Linked DNA regions of Mus musculus: region 2 is linked to region 1. The links are chromatin contacts, called in public HiChIP or PLAC-seq maps. All regions are on one chromosome and are shown on one strand. Each heading gives the region's core, a stretch centred on a gene start, on an enhancer-like site or on the middle of the called end of the contact. The rest is flanking DNA. Distances are from core to core; before and after follow the strand shown. Region 1 has its middle 28 kb from the start of Gm40139. Region 2 overlaps Bcar3 (breast cancer anti-estrogen resistance 3).

Evidence for each region. HiChIP or PLAC-seq counts read pairs in DNA pulled down with a chosen protein or histone mark.
Region 2: a contact with region 1 is called in a CTCF HiChIP or PLAC-seq map of the NIH/3T3 cell line, with 8 read pairs. The contact joins two enhancer-like sites. A contact is called at or near these places in 1 of 15 datasets of contacts at CTCF or cohesin (the NIH/3T3 cell line), 2 of 484 Hi-C or Micro-C datasets (bone marrow-derived macrophages and muscle stem cells), 3 of 115 datasets of contacts at active chromatin or transcription factors (embryonic stem cells and pancreatic cancer cells) and 4 of 9 other capture datasets (adipose tissue, embryonic stem cells, liver and 1 more).

Annotation. Positions count from the first base shown.
Region 1 is chr3:122,347,499-122,350,869 of GRCm38.p6, forward strand. No RefSeq gene overlaps it. Among named protein-coding and RNA genes, the nearest start is that of Gm40139, 28 kb to the left of the region's middle. Within about 2 kb of position 1,378, at least 53 of the 459 cell types and tissues checked have an H3K27ac peak or open chromatin away from gene starts, as enhancers often do. A contact at or near this core is called in the NIH/3T3 cell line, bone marrow-derived macrophages and pancreatic cancer cells, where this site is marked.
Region 2 is chr3:122,496,636-122,500,037 of GRCm38.p6, forward strand. All of the region lies in intron 3 of Bcar3 (breast cancer anti-estrogen resistance 3), which reads left to right. Among named protein-coding and RNA genes, the nearest start is that of Gm34349, 18 kb to the left of the region's middle. Within about 2 kb of position 1,331, at least 43 of the 459 cell types and tissues checked have an H3K27ac peak or open chromatin away from gene starts, as enhancers often do. A contact at or near this core is called in the NIH/3T3 cell line, bone marrow-derived macrophages and pancreatic cancer cells, where this site is marked.

The DNA of each region.
Region 1 (3,371 bases), core at 128-2,627:
TGTTGGTGCAGAACAAGGCTGGGAAATGTCCACCACTCCTAAGCAGCAAGATGGAGAGTTCCTAAGTGATGTTCTCAGTGGTCCCTTTCATCTCTGCGGTAAGGTGGCTTTTCATTTTCTGCAGCAAGAGGTGGCCCCAAACAAACACCTTGACCAGAATCCCACTTAAACTATTTCAACAACTCCTGTGACTTCCTGGGGCAAATGGAATTGCTTCCACTCAGCCACACCTGGATTCGAAAGGCAGCTAATTTTAGGCTCCTTGGTCCAATGCCAAATATCAAAGGAGAGTTGAAAGAATAATCTTTGCTCAATTAGAGTACAAATTCCTTCAACCGGGACCAATTCTGGTGCCTTGTTGTGTTAAGATAAGACCCCCCCCCCCCATTTATCACGTTCCTTTAAGCTGAGATGTTTCGAGTGAAACAGGAAAGGGGCAGGGGATGCATCAAGAGCTTTAAGCAAACTACTCATGGAGAATATGTAGCAAGCTGCAGAGTTGTAAGTGTGTAGTTGTGGAAGTTGTGTGGATACGAGGTGATTTGCATAATACTTGTATTTCTTTTGTAAGTGAGAATCAGCCATCTATAAGTTAAACACTTAATTTCAAATTTGAGAATGCTGTGAGGGAAGGTGCAAAAATAATGGGAGTTTCTGGAAATTGGATTTTCTTCAACTTGAACCAACTTGTATCACATAATTTCCAAGTAATTGCTAATATGATTTCAGATTTTTTTTTTGCCCTCTGTCCATTGAAATATCCACTTTAGATATTGCATTCATTTCCTTTTACTTGATGATTTATATTTCTAGTGGGAATCATGGTGGAGATCAGTACAGTTACCACACTGGAGGCCAGCAGGACCGCTCCATGATAAAAGGCGAAAGGCGTATGCTGCCAAGCCTGCTACCATGAATTCAGTCCCTGAGAAGCACGAGGCAGAGGAGAGAACAGATTTCTGGAAGTTCTCCTTGGGTTTCCACAAGTGTGAGTAGTGTGTGCCCCCTACACATAAATAACAAAAGTTACTGTAGACACATACACACATAGACACACACCATCACTTATTTCTTTTGATGAAGGATTCTTTAGTATATTTTCCGGGCCTACATAATGCTTTGTGGCTAACATGAATCATCTTGTAATTCCAAACTTAGTGGTAGTTTGAACATTTTAAGAAGGAAAACTGACCACATGAGTATTCGGTCAGACGTTGATCTGGAACCTTCCTATGTCCAACACTTCCTTGTGTCGTGGCTGATAAAGGATACACAAGAGCATTTCTGTCTCTTCCTACCCCGATCTAGCTACCAGCTGAGATAGGTGCACAGGCCACAGACACACCCGATTTCACTCACAGTATAACATGTTGAGCAATATAGTTCCAGCCCATGTGGCACTGAATCATCATGACACTGACAGGCATCAGGAGTGAGTGCTCTGTAAGATCATTACAGCTGGTTCCCAGGCAGATACATCCCTACTATGATTTATTAGTCATAATCCACACTTCCTAGAGAAATTGTCTTTATCTTCTTGATATCTCAAGGTGCTGTTCTGATAAAAGAAATAGACTCCCCTCCCCTCACACAGACCAGCTTTAAATTGTCACATTAATTATCTACCAGGTTATTTAACCATCAAAACAATTACATGCTTTTCTTTGGAAAAGTAAACCTGCTACTTACTAAGAGTCAAAAGGTTGTCACCGGGAAGTTAGAATTATTAATGGCTGAGGGATCATCAAAGAGAAGTCAAACAGAGTGGAAAAGAGCAGCCGAAGCTGGGAGCAGCAACAGGAACCTGTGCCAGCAACAGTGAGGATGAGCAGAAGATGGGGCAGTCTGCATGTGGCTCCGGCAATATTTATGAGCATTAAACAATGCATGCGATAGGCTGATAATGTCTGGAAACTGTGACTGCTGCCTTATAGGCAAAAGGGCCTTTGTGGTAGAAGATCACAAGAGGAAGGAGTTATTCTGGGTTGTTTGGGTGGAGCCTCTCTATGTAATTACAAATATCTTTATAAAAGGCAGAGGGAGATTTCACATAGACAGAAGACAGTGTGGTCCTAGAACAAAGATTGGAGTGATGTAGCCACAAACCAAGGAGTGCTGGCAGTCACGAGGGGCTGGAAGAGACAAGAAAGGATCATGGAAAATTAGAACTCCCCTGAGACATGTTCTTAGTGACCAGCTTCCCCCCCCCCCACTAGGCAGGAATTTCCATTGCTTCCCAATGACCTGTTCAAATTTTGAATCTATCAATAGGCAAAGCCATTCATTAAACCAGAGTCCTTGCGATATTATCCTCAAAGACAGACCTAGAGTAGTGCTTTCCTGTCTTCCATGTATTTTGTGCTGATTGGGTTTTGTCGAGTTGACACAAGGTAGAGTTATCTGGAAACAGACTTCCTTACAGTCTCTAGAGCATCAGTTTTCAACTGGTCACGATGGGTCACGATCTCTTTGGGGGTTAAATATAAGATATCCTATGCATCAATATTTACATTATGATTCATAATGATTGATTACAATAGCAAAATTACAGTTATGAAGTTGCAACAAGATAGTTTTAAGGTTGAGGGTCATTACAACATGAGGAACTGTATTAAAGGGTTAGGAAGGTTGCCAATGATTTGACTGTTAATCCTGTCAACCTGATTGAGTTAAATATTGTTTTTAGGATTTCTATTGCAGTCCTAAAATGCCATGACCAAAAGCACTTAGGGGAGAAAAGGGTTTATGTCATCTTACAACTCTCAGGTCAAATTCCATCACTGAGGGAAGCTCAAGGCCGGAGCCTGGAAGAAGGAACTGAAGCAGAAGCCATGGAGGCATGGTGCTTACTGGCTTGCGCCTCACGTCTTGCCCAGCTTGCTTTCTTATACAACACAGGACTATCTACCCAAAGGTGGGTGTGCCCTTTCTCATCCATCTTCAATCAAGAAAATGCCCCGCAGGTTTGCCCACAGGCAATCTGGAGGGAAGAGTTTCACAGCTGAGTTTCTTCCTTCCAGATAACTCTACCTTGTGTGAAGTTGACAAACACCAATCAGCATAAAACACTTAGGAGGTAGGAAAGCACACCTCCAGAAATGTCTTTGGGGGTGTTTCCAGGGAGGATCATATCACGAGGACTCTGGGTTAACGAGAGGTTTTGCCTATTGATAGATTCAACTTTGGAATAGGTTCTTGGGAGGCAGGGGGACTTCCTGCCTTGTGGGAGGAAGTTGGTTACTAGGGACATGTCTTTGAGGAGCTCAATTATTTTTTCATGATCCCTTTTCATTGCTGAGTTCTCTGCTTCCCACCCCGTACAAGGGGAAGAGGCTCATCTACCACATAGTCTCATCACCATGATGTTCTGT
Region 2 (3,402 bases), core at 81-2,580, 150 kb after region 1:
AGTCAGAATGTGCCTAAGGTTATTCGTCTTTGACTAGCCTGCAAACTCTCTTCTCTACACTCAGTAGTGAGAGAGAGAAAGAAAGAGAGAGGGGGGGGGGAAGGAAGGAAGGAAGGAAGGAAGGAAGGAAGGAAGGAAGGGAAAAAAAAGCTACCACATGGCAGGTGAGCTGATGGGCGTGATTCTGTCTCTGGCAGAAAGTATCTACTAAGGCACAGCTGTGTGTGAGGCACTGGGCAAGGTTCTGGGACCCAGAGGCAAAGAAGGCCTGATGACCATCTTCCCTAAAGACCTAATATCCTGAGGCCTTTCATACAGCTGCCTGCAGTCTTTGAGTAGACTCCTCTCAGATCGTTAGCTTAAGCTTCAGACCCATCCTATACCTTGTCTGGCTCCCCTCTGGCTGCTCTCCAGTCCCCAGCCAGGCTACAGAGTCAGCACCTCTCCAGGTCTGTCTGTCTTTCCATCCACACTACTGAGACACAGAGGAGGACACAGGACAACATATTCAGAGCCATAGAACAGGGGCCATGCATAAGGACTTAATAGCAAGTTAGTTTGGGTCTTTGTGGGGGGAAAAAGCTTGGCTTTCTCTGTAGGTGGCCGTGAGCCCTTGGGGACAAGTCTAGTGTTTCCCAGGCCTTGACAACTCATAGACTAATGAGAGCCTGAGGATTTTATGCAAACTTGTGGGCTCTGAGACCCCAACTGTCACTCATAACCTTCTTCCCCGTCCTTAAGTCCTCTATCCTCGGTATTCATGGTCCTTTTGTGGTCTGGGTCTCCCGACAAGGTCAGAACCGATCCTAGCAGGTTAGCAGGATCAGTGTATGGCTTCAGTTGGTGGAGCTGTTAGAAGAATGGGTTGGGGCAGGGTGGGGTGTGGGCCCCTGGTCCTCATGGGCAGGAGCCAGAGAATTCTTTGTGTTAGAAGCCCATTAATTAGGGCATAAGCAGAAAGACTTTCTGGATCTCGCCTTAGCTGGGTGCAACTGTGACTAAAATCTCTTGGCAGAAGAGTGATATAGAGTCCTGTGGCATTGTGGGTGGCCGTTTGTAGAGTTGAAGCCAGGAGGTAGAAAGTCATAGAAAGTGGCTACTGCAGAGGTCTTAGAAGGAGAGTTGAGTTCAAATGGGGAACACGTGGGGGGCGTGGTAGGAGACAGCATTGGGAATTGTTTTCCATCAACAAAAGGTAGTTCTGAGGGTCATTTGGGAAATGAGGTCAGAGGAGATGCCAGGGGTCAGGAAGGAGTGGTTCTTTCTGAGTCAGCCACTCCCTGTAAGGAGTGGAAATGGAGTCTTGAACCTTCAGCACATTTCAAATGATGCACTGGCCTTGTGGCTCGGAGCACTGCTCCACCCCACCTGGAGTTCTGCCCACTGCAGTACACTCATCCCTCAAAAGCAGCTTTGCGTGTCATTTTCAGTGACATTATCCTCGGAAGGAAGATCTGACCCTCAGCTTCCTGTGCCAGGTCCCTTGTGTCTGATTCTTGGCTTCCTCAATTAGAACAGCCATGAGACCCAGCTCATATCAGCTAAGTCACGGGATTTGTGCTTAGGGACTTGCGTGTTACAGAGGCCTCAGCCATCCCTTGTTCCTCTTCCTTTTGAGTGCTGGTTTCATCGTCTCAGCCACATTGGTCCTTTTGGAAAAACACCGCCACCCTACCAACAAATAAGAGAAAAAACATGGCGGGGTGAAGTAACCACCAGGCTACAAGTCTCATGGTATTTTTACCAGAATGGGTTAGAGTATCTTCTTCCAGGATGGGTGAGGGGCCCTCTCCCAGGCCAGTGGTGGCCAGGAAGATGCTCCCTACCACACGCCTGTAGTGAAGATGGAACTGTCCTTGGGAAGCAAGGGTGGGAGGGGACTGGAGGTAGGGGTGAGGTGCTGGAGACACAGGTGTATATCACACCCACACTTACACCTTTGCAGGTTTCTGTCCTGTGTCTCCCGAACCAAACCTCCAGGCCACTGTTCCCAGCGACTCATTATTTCCCCTAGCTATGATGCCTCACTCTTCATGATTCAGTTCTGCTGCTCCAGCCCTTCCCTCACCCCGCCCAAACCCCAGTGAAACTGTCTTGAGAACAGCCCTGGGCCACAGTGTTTCTCATTTTGACAGAGGAGAAAACTCAAAGACAAAGAGGCAAACTAACTCACCCAGGCTGCAGAGCGGGAAAAGGCGGGGTCGGATGGCTAGGCAGTGTGTCTATCCCCAGAGCTTGGTGGCGTTGAACTGTGTGTGTGTGTGTGTGTGTGTGTGTGTGGTCTTCCCAGAGAATGTGCCCCGCTGGAGCCTCCATCCCTGCTTGCTGTCCCATGTTTCCTTAGGTCCTGAGGTGGCCCTTTGGCATGAATGTTAGCTCTTAATGATCTTTACAGTGTCACACCCTACAGGAGTGGGAAGCTCTCCTTGCAGCCTGGGGTAGACTTAAAGCAAATATTAATGGTAATGCAGATGCCATCTTTCTCTGAGTCTCCTGTCTCCTTCATGCAAATGAGAGTCTGGTGCATCCTCTGGGGGACTCTGATAGATGCCCCCTACTGTCCCTCCACTGCTGGCTTAGGAATTCCCACTGTCTGCATGTCCAGGCCCATTCTTGTACTTGATGTGAACTGTAGGCTCAGGTGCTCACACAGGAAACCCAGGGTCCCACTCCTCCCGGGTTAGATTAGCTTTTTTTTCTTCCTTGGAGAGCTGTTGAAATATGGGTTTCCACAGTAATGGAGGTTCTCAGCACATTCTAGGAGCTGGCTCTGAGCCTCCAAAATCCCTTTTCCAACATTTCCTGGGCTCTGGCTACTACAGCTTGTTCAGACCAGACTTGTAAGTCAAGTTACAGAAACACTCTTTCCATAGTTAGAGGGATGGTGGTTTTCAGAGCCCTGCCCAGACGGCTGGTATCAGTTCTGGCTGAGGAACTGAACTATGGCAAACTGTCATTGAGTTCTCTCAAGAGGACTGAAGAAGCCTAGGAGAGAGAGGTTCCTTTCCCTATCTGCTTTCTTCCCAAACCCCAGCCTCTCTGTGCCTCCTGCACCAGACCCTCGGTACTGAGTCTGCTCTTATTTTACAGGCCTAGATTAATAGCGTCTGGATGTAATTATAATGACAGCTAACATTAGCGCTGATTCCCCTGCCAGAGTGAGTTCCAAGTCCTTACAGATACCCACTCATTTGGTCCTTATTAACATCATGTGCCATATTATCCCCACTTAGCAGACAAGGAACCCAAGGTTCCACAAAGAATTAACGTCACTTGCCCAAGACCGCACAGCTGTTCAGAATTACTGTGGGCCTCTGGATGGAGGTGGTCAACTGGCCCAAGCTGTGAAGCACTGTTGTAACAGCTCTTAATATCGAGACATAGTGACAGAGCCACATGTGG